3 separate regions of the Zea mays genome follow, and all the other regions are linked to region 1. A link is a contact called in public Hi-C data. All regions are on one chromosome and are shown on one strand. The core of a region is the stretch at or near the end of the contact, and the rest is flanking DNA. Distances in the headings are between cores, read along the strand shown. Region 1 holds the start of LOC107275219. Region 2 holds the start of LOC100281826 (transcriptional regulatory protein algP). Region 3 holds the start of LOC100283616.

Region 1 (3,487 bases), core at 775-3,274:
CCGATGGATCCGTCCGCCACGCGGCTCTGTCGATACACCGAGTTGAGCGCCTCCTCCATCTCCAGGCAGCAGCGCTCCAGCACGTCGCCCGCCACGGCCTGCGCCGCCCCCTGCTTGCTGGCCTTGGTGGTGGCCAGCAGCTCCCAGTAGATGACGTAGTGGCCCGGGATGCTGCGGGTGCAGGCGTGGCTCGTGTACTCCACCACCGCCGCGCCGCCGCCGCAGCGCGCGCGGAGCAGCGCCGACGCGCGGTCCACGGCGCGCTGCAGCTCCGCCTCGTCGGTCTTGTCGGACTCGATGGACAGCAGCACGTTCTTGCGGCGCACGAACCGGAACTGCGGCGCCGCGTTGTGGAAGCCGGCCACGCGCAGGATGTCGCCGACGCGGTACCGGTACAGCCCCGCGTACGTGGTGATCACCAGCTCGTACTCGCGCCCGGCCTCCACGCGGGCCAGGTCCACCAGCTGCGCCGCGTCGCCGGGGGCCACGCCGCTCGCCTCGTCCACGGGGAGGAACTCGAAGTAGCCCATGTTGGGCATGATGGTGTAGCACACCTCCGACGGGCGGCACATGGGCCGGAGGTTCAGCCCGAAGTAGCACTCGGAGGAGGCGTACATTGTGCACGCCATGGGGAGGCCGCCGCTGTAGTACTCCAGGGTGGGGATGTACTGCTGCATCGCGCCGGTGACGATCACGTCCAGGTACCGGGTGTTGGGCCACACGCGGGTGACGATGCCCGCCCAGTCGCCGCGGGAGCACTCGGCGCGGACGAAGCGCGCCAGCTCCGGGTCCCCGCGGAGCACGCGCGCGACGGCGTCCCGGACGGACGGGTCGGCCACGCGCGGGGTCAGCGACCCGGACTCGATGTCGTCGGCGAGCTGCTCCCAGTGCAGCTGCAGGAAGCGGATGGCGCGCAGCAGGCCCGACGCGAAGACGGCGCCCACGCGGAGCACGTCGTGGCGCTGGCACAGCCCGCACACCATCTGCGCGTACATGCTCTGGAACGCGTCGGCGCACAGGATGGCCGCCGTGGGGCTCGTGTAGTCGTGGTACGGGTCGAACGGCCGGTTCTTGAAGTGCTCGCTCTTGTAGTAGCTCGTCAGCACGGGCCGCGCCGTCAGCCCGCCGGGCGTCGTCGTCTCCGACTTGACGAACAGGAAGTAGAGCGCCTTGCCCTTGTCCAGCCCCGGCAGGTACCTGTGTGTGTCACGTCGAATTATCATCATGCCATCCCTCCGTGCGAGTATAATTCGCTACTGGCTGACGAGTAGCAATGGTGAGCTTATTACAGGTTCATGACGGGCATAAGGAGGCTGTACAGCAGCTGGCGCCGGTCGAGCTCCTCCTTGATAGTTGGCATCAGCTTGCGCTCGCCGGCCGAAGTCCCAGAGCTTCATTAGGAATGGAAGCGATCGAATCCAATTATACAAGGCGACGTCAACACCTAACACAGGCAGAAATCCCAATGAATAAAAAAAATGCGCGTACCTGGTGAGGAACTCGGAGATGGGATGCGCGGAGAGGATGGGCGAGCGGTCCCCGTTGGCGATGCGCTGGATGTCGGGCTGCAGGTCCTCGTAGGTGACGACGGGCACCTTGGCGCGGAAGGCGGCGCGGTCCGTGGCGCCGGCGAGGCCGCAGCGGGCGAGGTACTCGGTCCCGGCGTTCCTGGCCAGGATCTCGGCCAGGACGCGCTCCTGCACGGCGTCGACGTCGGAGGTCATCTCCTCGATGAACCTCAGCTTCTCGGCGTCCTTTTGACCGTCGCAGCCCGCCGGGGCCGGCGCCGGCGCGCGCAGCGCCGTGGCCGCGGGCATGTCGGTCATCACCGCCATCGTCCGGATGGAAATGGGATCCCGGTGGAATAGGAGCGAGAGAGGTGGGGTCGATTGAACAGGAGCAGAGGAGTTGGTTGAGCCAAGCGGTGGAGACGATCCCTGATGGTGGAGGAGGAGGAGGAGTTGTTGTTGTTGTGTGAAGTGTGATGCCCTGACCTGATGGTGGATGGAAGGATGGGTGTGGATGGAGGAAGGTGGGAGCGGAGGAGGGCGGTTTATATAGTCGGGGCGGAGGCGGAGGGCACGGGGGTGACGGCGAGGAGTGTCGGGTCCGGGGGCGGCAGGGTGGGGACCCGTGTCGCGTCGGGAGGTGGGCAACAGCCCGGCAAGCCCGGCCACGTCGGGCCCGGACAGGTCACGGCCTTGCTGCGTCTCGCGTCCGCCGGGAGGAGGACGGGAGCCACGACCGGCGATGCGGCGCGCTTCACGCGCTCGGCAGGCAGGCAGCGCGCGCGATCTCCTCCCAGACCTAGGTAGGTGTTCGCGGGCCGGGCGGCGGAGGGCAAGGGCTTCCATTGACCATGCATTGTGCCTGTGCCTGTGCCTGTGCGCGCGCTGTGCTCCTGGCTCGCCTCGCCTAGTTCTTCGCTTCTGCCGCGCGCCTCCTGCGCGTTTATCTCGTGCCGCCCGGATAACATGGGACGTGTTCAGGCGCAGTGTGCAGCGGAGTGGCGTACAGCGGAGCAGAAGCTAGCCCCATCCGTAGGGCCATGATGACTAGCTAGTCGGCTCCGGCTGTGCTGCTGGCGCTGTGTACTCTACTCTCTCTATATTCCAGAAGAGGAGAAACAGCAGTGCGGAATGGCATGGCACTTGGCAGGTCCGTTATTGTGTGCAAACGGCTCTCTCGACGGTCCACGGTCACGACCCGGCCCCGGCTGTCTGCAGTTTCTCAAAAGCCTAGCCGTCGACAGGAACATGTCCTCCACTACTCCGCCTAGCTCGCCGCCGCCGCCCGTCGACGCGAGAAGCAGCCAGCAGCAGACCGCCGCACGGACAAATCGCAACAGCACACACGCAGAGACCACCAAATAATCCTTGCTTCGCGCGCTGCGAACCGAGGCCGCCCGCGCCGGAGCAGTGGGACTGTGGGGACTGGGGGGAGTGTCCACTGTCCGCTGCTGCCTGCCGCGCGCCTTTGTTCTTTTGTTTAGCGTGTACTACGTATTTCTGTTTCGCTTTTCCTTTTCGGCGATGCGCTTTAGTTTGTCCGGCCGTATTTAGCGCGGCAAAGGCAACGGATGGCAGAGATCTGCTGCTCTCTATCCTTTTTGCAGTACAGGGCGAGTGGGATTCATCAGCTAGCTGGGGGAGCGCACCGCCACTGCACCGAGACAGTGTCATGCATGTAACAGGATCGTACGTTTGCACGAGACTGGTGGGCGGCAGACCGGCAGCTGCTGCACGTACGTCGCTCGCGTGCCCGCCGGCCGGCCGGTTCGATGATCTCTTCCGATCCACGGTGTGGCCGTACCCGTACCCGTACGGTACGGGGTCACCTCCTCCACGGGCGCCGGCAGCCAGGTCATGCCGTATCGTGCAGTGTGCCAGTGTTGTGCCTCACTCACATGGCGTCGCCGGCTACATATATATATACGGAGCATCACACCACACAGAAAACACAGTAAGGAGAACACACAGCTAGCGCG
Region 2 (3,654 bases), core at 1,079-3,578, 160 kb before region 1:
CCTTCTCGTGATGAGCAGGTTTGGCTCCGCGAGGTGAACAATGGCGGTGGTCTGCGATGGGTTGCCCAGTCGTCTGGCAGTGCTCGCTGCGGGGGCATGGACAGTCCACGGCTCTGGGCCAGACGGTCCGTAACCTGGCGGCAGAAGCGGCGCCTTCCCTGCGCGCAGTCCAGACGGTCCGAACTCTGGACCGGACGGTCCACGATGGTGCAGGGTCATCTTCTTCTCCTCGTATGACCTAGATCTCGTCCCCTGGGGGAGAGACTTTATGGTGCTCCGGGTCAGCAGGTCACCCGGAGCGTCTCCGGACGACGTAGAGTCGCCTAAAAATTAAGAGATCAATTCGAGGAATAGATCTTGATTGAAGTAGACGAAGTAGATCTTGCCCCTCAGGAGGGGTAAAGATCATAGGGTCGTCTGGGGGTCGACAGACCACCCCAGGACGGATCTAGACGACGTAGAGTCGAATAGGGGTGGAGGTGGTTATGCAGAAGGCTATACTCCTAGAGCAGGAAATGTAAATAAAGTAATTGGTTCGATTGAAATGTGTTCGGGGGTTCTCAATCGACCGTACCCCTTTATATTTATAGGGGAGGAGGTCTGGGTCTATTCCTAGAGGCCAACAACTCCCACGTGATTAGATGGATAACCACGCACAAAATAAGGATAAACACCCGAGTTAATCTAATTGCGGGGCACGCGGACTGTATAGGCCCCAAGGGTCGGATCATCCGCCACTTTTGGTGCTCAACAGGAACATATTCGGTGCACATGAGCTTTTTGCGCACATAGGTTGCACATAAAAAGTTCTAAAAATGTTTCATACATTTCTACCCTACTCTAATTATATACAAAAGTGCAAGTTCAAATTCATTATACTAAAATAGAGAATATTTTAGACGATTTTCTAATTTAAACTTATCAGAAATTTTATCTTCTTTATTACTCTTTATATAATATGAATTTGAATTTAAAATTTTTTATATAATTGGATGAGAATATGTATGAATTTTTTTATGAACTTTGTTAGTTGTTGTGCAATATACGTGCACAAGAGACTAATGTGCACTGACATGTTTTCGCAAGTAATAAACGATGTGTAAGTTACGCGGGAACGGAGCTATAACAGGGATATATAAATATGTAGATAAATCTGAACATTACACGGGCAGTCCCCTCTCTACTCTAACCACTCTCTCTCTCGTATCATCTCTGGAAGCAGAAGAAATCATCCGCCCTACTAGTCTACTGCTACGGTACTACTCTACTACACAGAAGAAAACCCCTTTTTTCCACAAAATAGCGAAAGAAAAAGTAAAAGCAGGAAAAGGGCATCAAATCCTGTGATGGTGGCATCCGGGGATCTTATCTAGGCGAGCAGGGCCGCCGCACCCAGCAGCACCGCGACGGCCGACGACGCGATCACGCCCGCCGGTGTCCTCCTCGCTGCGGCCCTCTGCACGGGAAACACAAACAGTTTTTTTTTTCATTTCACAGCGTTAAGCAAGTCAGTAAACCGTTCTTTTTTCTCTCCCTGCCACAGCTGATAAACAGAAGAGCAGGGTAATTTATGTTCGCCACACCACATCAATGTAATTGAGGTCGAGGAACGGTAGTACTGTAAAATGTGGCGAGCAAGCGTACCGCGGTGTCGGCAGCGGCGGCGTCGCCGCTGGGCCCGGGAGCCTCGGCTGCGGACGTGGGCGCGTCGGCGGTTCTGGGCTTCTTGGCGACGGGGGCGTCGGCGGCCGGGGCAGGGGCGGACGCGCCCTTCTTCTTCTTCTTGTCCTTGGAGGAGGGGGACGACGGCTTCTTCTTCTTGGCCGGCGCGGGGGCGGGGGCGGGGGCCTCGACGGGCTTGGTCTCGGGGGCCGGCGCCGCGGCGGGCACGGGCGCCTCGGCGGCGGGAGGCGTCGCCGCGGGGGGAGTGGCGACGGGAGCAGGGGTAGCCGGGGCCGGGGCTGCGGCCTTGGTGGCGGGCGCGGGCGCGGGGGCCTTGGGCTTTGGCGTGGCCGGCGCCGCCGCGGGTGCCGGGGTGGTTGGCGCGGCGGCCGGCGCCAATGGGCTGGCCTTGGAGGAGGACTTGGGCGCGGGCGCGGCGGCCGGCGTGGCCTTGGAGGAGGACTTGGGCGGCGCCTTAGCCGGCGCGGCCGCGGGGGACTGCGCGAGGGAGCTGGTGGCGGAGAGCAGGACGAGGAACGCGGCGCAGAGGACGACGGTTGCCCGCGCCGCCATTGCGAACGTCGCGCGCGTGCTGCTGCCGCTGTCTGGTGCTACGCGAGTGGCAACCGCAGGCAGGAGTGTGTGTGCGTGGGAGCGAATCGAAGTGGCACGGCGAGGCGTGGCGGGCGGGTTAAATAGGCGGACACTCGAAGGAGAAGGAGCGCTACGCTAGCGCGACGGGCCCGGCCGGCGGACGGACGTCGCAGGGTCGCAGGGTCGCAGCGTGCCGTTGGGGCGGTAGGTGCGCGCGGAGCGGAGGCAGTCAGGTCAGGTCACGGCAAGGCCTCGGTACGGTGGTGTCGGGAGCCGTTGCTGCGTAGTGTCGGCGGGGTTTGCGCGAAGAAATAATGACGGCAAGGCCAGCAGGCTGTGTGCCACGCCGAGCGCCCGAGCCCGCTCCATGCGTCCGTCAGGCTCGCGGAGCCGTTGCCGCGTGTGCTTCCTTCCTTCCTTCCTTCGTCACGTCACCGTGCTGCCGATCAACGTCACTTGCCAGGAATGGATCGCAGCTGGTAATTGCCGCTTGGTGTGGTGGTTTCTGAGACGGGTACGGTGTCGCATCCAGGAGGCTGTTGCACAAGTGTACGCGTACTCGCCTGTCGGTGTGGTTCGCGTACGTAGGACCGTGGGAGTAGGCACTCATACTACTCTAAATTTCTACCCTAAAAAGAATATTCTATCCTGGTCAGCAAAATTCTTTACTCTATACCAGAATCCTCCGCACTCATGTTTACTTTATATTCCAACCCTATACCAACTACCACATATTATATTATTTTTTCTACTGTGCTTGCGTGCACTTCATAGCGATTGTGGACCTCTGCTGCTGCAGCTGCACTGCCTCTGTTTGGCGTAGGTGAGAGAGAGCGCTAGAAATGGCGTAACGCAGAGCATGCAGTATCGGGTAGAGTCCTGCGCTGCAGCATTTTTTTTACGCTAAGTCGGGTAGCGCGGGCATGCAGTCGCCCGCTGCGGACAGCCTGACACCCAAGGTATTTTTAGACTTGTGCCGTCTACACTAGACCGAGTAGCCACGACGACGACGATACGGCAATATGCCCAATATAACGCACAACACTCACGTCCACAAAGGACCTTTGTTACCAAGATTGTCGACGCATACAACCCCGCATAACGGCGTGTACGTCAACGACGTGGCTTGATTGAACGCATTGTCATCCTTTTGTGTCGTCGTCAACATTGGGCTAAGCTTTAGAGCATATTCGAAATATAGTATTAGTGTTTCATGCCTAAGGTCCGGACTTCTACACCTAATCTAATAATAAGTTATAGATGTCGTTTGGTTCACGAAATGTAACGTAAATGACAACGGTAATGATTCACACTGAATTACCAATGGTAACAAGTTTAAACATGGTTTAACGTTATCGTTCATATTACAAATATATGAACCAAATAACACCATAATTT
Region 3 (3,925 bases), core at 41-2,540, 230 kb after region 1:
CAAATGATATTTGAAGCATCATTTTATCAAGAAATCTGCAAGCACTGAAAAGTTCATAGCAGTAATGACAGGTTGCTTTAGGAGTATTCAGATTGCTACATTAAGTTAACGCGAAATTAAGAGTATGCAGAAACATTACTTGTTTTGTGAACCAATCAAAGAAGTTAGGCCCATGCTGCCCACGGCTATTCTTCCACACATTCAACCTCAGCTCATGGAGCTGATTGGGTTTTGGCCTAGACAAACTAATTGCAAAACCAACCAACCAGTGTTTTCTATCAAATCATTAGAGGGAGCCAGTGTACATCCACACTCATTCTGCCATGGCCTTATTTTTAGAATGATGAGTGATTTTAGATACACAGTAATTTAACACAGATATCAATCAAATATTAGTGCTATCAGCTACATGTTTATGAAACAGCCCAATACACAGATCATATATTCGAGGTACACAAAAAGGGAAATAAACAGCATTCGACTAGTTCACTGGATCAATGGTATAAGGCATATTAACTGTAATGAAAAATCTAGCCACTAGATTATAAGTAGAACTTGATGTACTTAGGCATTATAGTTTCCAAAACCTCTGAACACACGAACCGAATTATATAAAGTAATAAAGGGAAGAACAGAATGCACGTACTATATTATATTTAATGAACCAGTCAGAGCCAAATCCGTTCCACTTTAGTAGTGTCCAAATCTATTGTTCAACTATAATTTCCTAAATAGACAGCAAATGTCTACGAGTTGAACGCATTCCTCACATAGCTCGTGCACTGAACACTTGTCCTTGTCTCCAAATTCATTTATCATACAGACAAGGGCACAGAGCACACAGTGCAGAGCCAGGATTTTAACCTTGGGTATTCCCACTCCCACAGAAGGGGAAAAAACGAATCTATAGGTTCTAAACTTCTAGTTGCAAATTGCATCTGCATAAACAACAGAACAAGTGAACAACGCACCTTGTAAATCGCTAATGTAAATCCCCAATTCCTCTGTCGTCTGTACTCAGCCGCAGAACGCCAGAACCGTTGCGGAGCGCGGACCTGCCGACCTGGTCACCTGGAGTCCTGGGCTGGACCTGACCGGATGGCCGCCCCCCGCCTCCCACCGCGCCGAGCCGCCGCCCTTGCAGCCCAGGCGCGGAGACGAGGCCGCGCCCGTGCTGCCGTGCAGCTTTCCGCGCGCGCCGCCGGCGTTTACGTTAGGGAGCCGTCGCGGCTCACCGCGAAGGCGTCCGTGACTGTGAGGTGGGCCGTGGGCGACGAGAGGAAGGGTGTCGGGTGGCCTCCCAGAAACCCAAAATTTGTCGCCTGGGATTGTTATCTGGGCCACGCAGCTCCAGTGAAGGCACAATCAAACAGGCCTAAGGACCTTTTTTTCCTACTGGTGGGCTATAACGAATGAAATACAACACAATATTGAATTCTATACTTAGCAAATGCGTTCGCTAAATAGAACTCCATTAATAAATACTAGTTGGTTAACTATGCGTTTCGACGGCTCACAAAATAATCATGTAAATTATCCACCAAAAAGATCTCAAGATTTTTTATTAATTGTCTCCGTTCTTCGCATAATGTTTTTTATTAACGCACATGTACCATAGGCAGCAAATTAGAAACCCCCATATCTCTCGCCTTCCCCACTTCCAAGGTTTCGTAGAGCACGAGTGGAAAGGAAGAGGCGGGCATACCTGTTTATTGCCGGAGAAGGACACGACAAAGACCTGGGCATCTAGAGGCGACAAAGGTAGTATACTGCTAGATATATAGGGAGAGAGCACGCAAGCGGAGAAAGAAGCCAAGCCGGAGCAGCTCCAAACCGAGAGGTACCCGCACCAGGCGTCAGTTCGAGAAGGGCGAGAGAATGCGAGTATCTTGTCAGCCCTGAATCCGCCGAAGTGACACAACACCACCACCAACTCTGTAGCATATGTCGATTGCTGCCACGCTACGGAACTTAGTTGTCCAATATCTCAGACCTGGACTCCTCGTCGCCAAGATAACCTAAGTGTGGCAGGCGCCACCATATCCTCCTCGACGACACACACGGAAAAAGGTTAGGAGCATGACCAACTCGCCCCGTACCCGCGTCGATGATCATCGGTCGGCTCGCGACTGCGACCGTGGGCGGGGGCAGCAGGTTGGGGAGGAAGAACAGGACGAAGGCCAGGAAGACGAACGGGACGTCCGACGACGGCGAAAACGATGGTGTGTGTATGATGTGAAACATCCTCGTGGACATGCAATAGCCACTGCGCAAGTCAGTGTCGGGGCTGGTGTCGGACGAATACGGGGAGGAAACACCTGCTCCTACGCCCTCTGCCGAGAATGGGGTGGCGCGGAGGTGAAGGCATGAGGGGAGAGAGAAAAGAAGTAGAATGGCGAACAGGTGGTGGCAACTGAGGCGAGGATCGTCATTATCGTGCGGATGTATAGATGGCCAAATGGGCCATGTCTGGCGAGCCGTCCCAAGGTACGACCCATTTAATAGTGTCTGGGCCAACCCGTCACGAGCGTCGTGCGGTGCTTAGGCCGTAACCTCGGCCCGTAGTGCTAGCCCGGCCCGATACAATTATTTTTTTGTTTTACAAAAAATCATATATACATATATACAATTTATATTCAATATTATAAATATTTGAGCATAGTGTTCTACTGGTTAGACAGCTTTGTCCATTGTATCCCACCCTTTTCCATCAGTGTGTGGGTTAAAACCTCACCTCCTTCACCGATTTTTAACATTTTACGCTGAATTGATTTGGAAAAAAATATAGGTCTTTTTTTGTAAAAATATGACGCAGGACGACCGTTGAAACTGGTGCTTTAAGTATAGTAGAGAATAGTACAATGCTCAAGTGTTGGGTACAACAATTATATTGATGATAGACTCTTTCCACAAAAAATAAATTTAAAGTTAAAGTGCACCCTCCTTACCGAAAATAAATTTAAAATTAAAGTGAACATATAGTACATAACATATATTTAACAACAAATATTGTACTTTATCTTAACCAAAAGATCGAGAAAGGTATGAGTTAAAAATGATACATGCCTCTTTTTATAGCTCGCTTGGTCGTTCGTCCTCCTTCAGTTAGTGAGATGGTACTATCTAGAAGTGCTACGCTACGTGTGGCTTCATGTTATATTGGGCTTTGGTGTTTTCTCACGGCCCATCTAGGACGTAAGGGTCTGGTTGTTAGACCAAACGTGCGGACGAAAAACAAATCTACACTATGCGCTCCACGCATAACGTATGACATATGACGTACAAAACTCGTGCTTTAAAGAAGTAGCGTTATTTTTTATTGCTAGATGTAAGTTGTTCTAAGTCATATAAGCATAGCTCATAATTTCAAATCACACATATAATTTAATATATCTTGGAGTCAAACTCTATATTTTGTTAAACGCAAACTTTTTTAATACATATAGACATACATTAAGTTAAATAGTTAGGTATTTTAAGTTGTATTTTAACCTAGAAAAATGAAATACATTTATTGGTGACAATATAAAGGTGCATGTGTGAACTTAGCATGTTTACTATGAAAATAGTAGAGAGGAACACAATTGAGAACTATTGGAAACAAGAACCATACATTAGAGCTGATATACTATCGATTGATGTAGTTGTTCTGAACGATGCAGTGCAGAAACTTAGTGGTACCGAATAATAGAGTGGTGCACTAGAAAGGAGATGCAACCGTCTTGATCGATGGAGGAAGAGGTTGAGTAGTTACGTCAATGACACCCAAAAATTTGACGGTCATTCCCTCACCCGAGCAGCTTTTGAAACTTCTAAAACTCCTATGTATATCTCTGAATGAATATCTCTAAATTAATTCAAAAACTTTCAGTGTAACAACAATTTGTTTAGCTTCTAAATAAATTCTGAAACTCTCATCATAACA

The links. Hi-C and Micro-C count contacts between places; a contact is called where the count stands out from the background.
Region 2: a Hi-C map of ear shows a contact between it and region 1, with 2.5 times the contacts expected there. The contact joins the promoter of LOC100281826 here to the promoter of LOC107275219 in region 1. A contact is called at or near these places in 4 of 25 Hi-C or Micro-C datasets (ear, endosperm, leaf and 1 more).
Region 3: a Hi-C map of ear shows a contact between it and region 1, with 2.9 times the contacts expected there. The contact joins the promoter of LOC100283616 here to the promoter of LOC107275219 in region 1. A contact is called at or near these places in 12 of 25 Hi-C or Micro-C datasets (bundle sheath, ear, endosperm and 4 more) and 1 of 3 datasets of contacts at active chromatin or transcription factors (leaf).

What each region holds. Positions count from the first base shown.
Region 1 is chr1:76,609,337-76,612,823 of Zm-B73-REFERENCE-NAM-5.0, reverse strand. It overlaps LOC107275219, which reads right to left and starts at 2,024. Exons shown (of 3, transcript NM_001320450.1): 1 at 1,489-2,024; 2 at 1,290-1,391; 3 at 1-1,197. The coding sequence starts at 1,835.
Region 2 is chr1:76,770,673-76,774,326 of Zm-B73-REFERENCE-NAM-5.0, reverse strand. LOC100281826 (transcriptional regulatory protein algP) reads right to left here and starts at 2,328. Exons shown (of 2, transcript NM_001154746.2): 1 at 1,645-2,328; 2 at 1,118-1,456. The coding sequence starts at 2,235. The coding sequence ends at 1,370.
Region 3 is chr1:76,378,318-76,382,242 of Zm-B73-REFERENCE-NAM-5.0, reverse strand. It overlaps LOC100283616, which reads right to left and starts at 1,290. Exons shown (of 3, transcript NM_001156517.2): 1 at 972-1,290.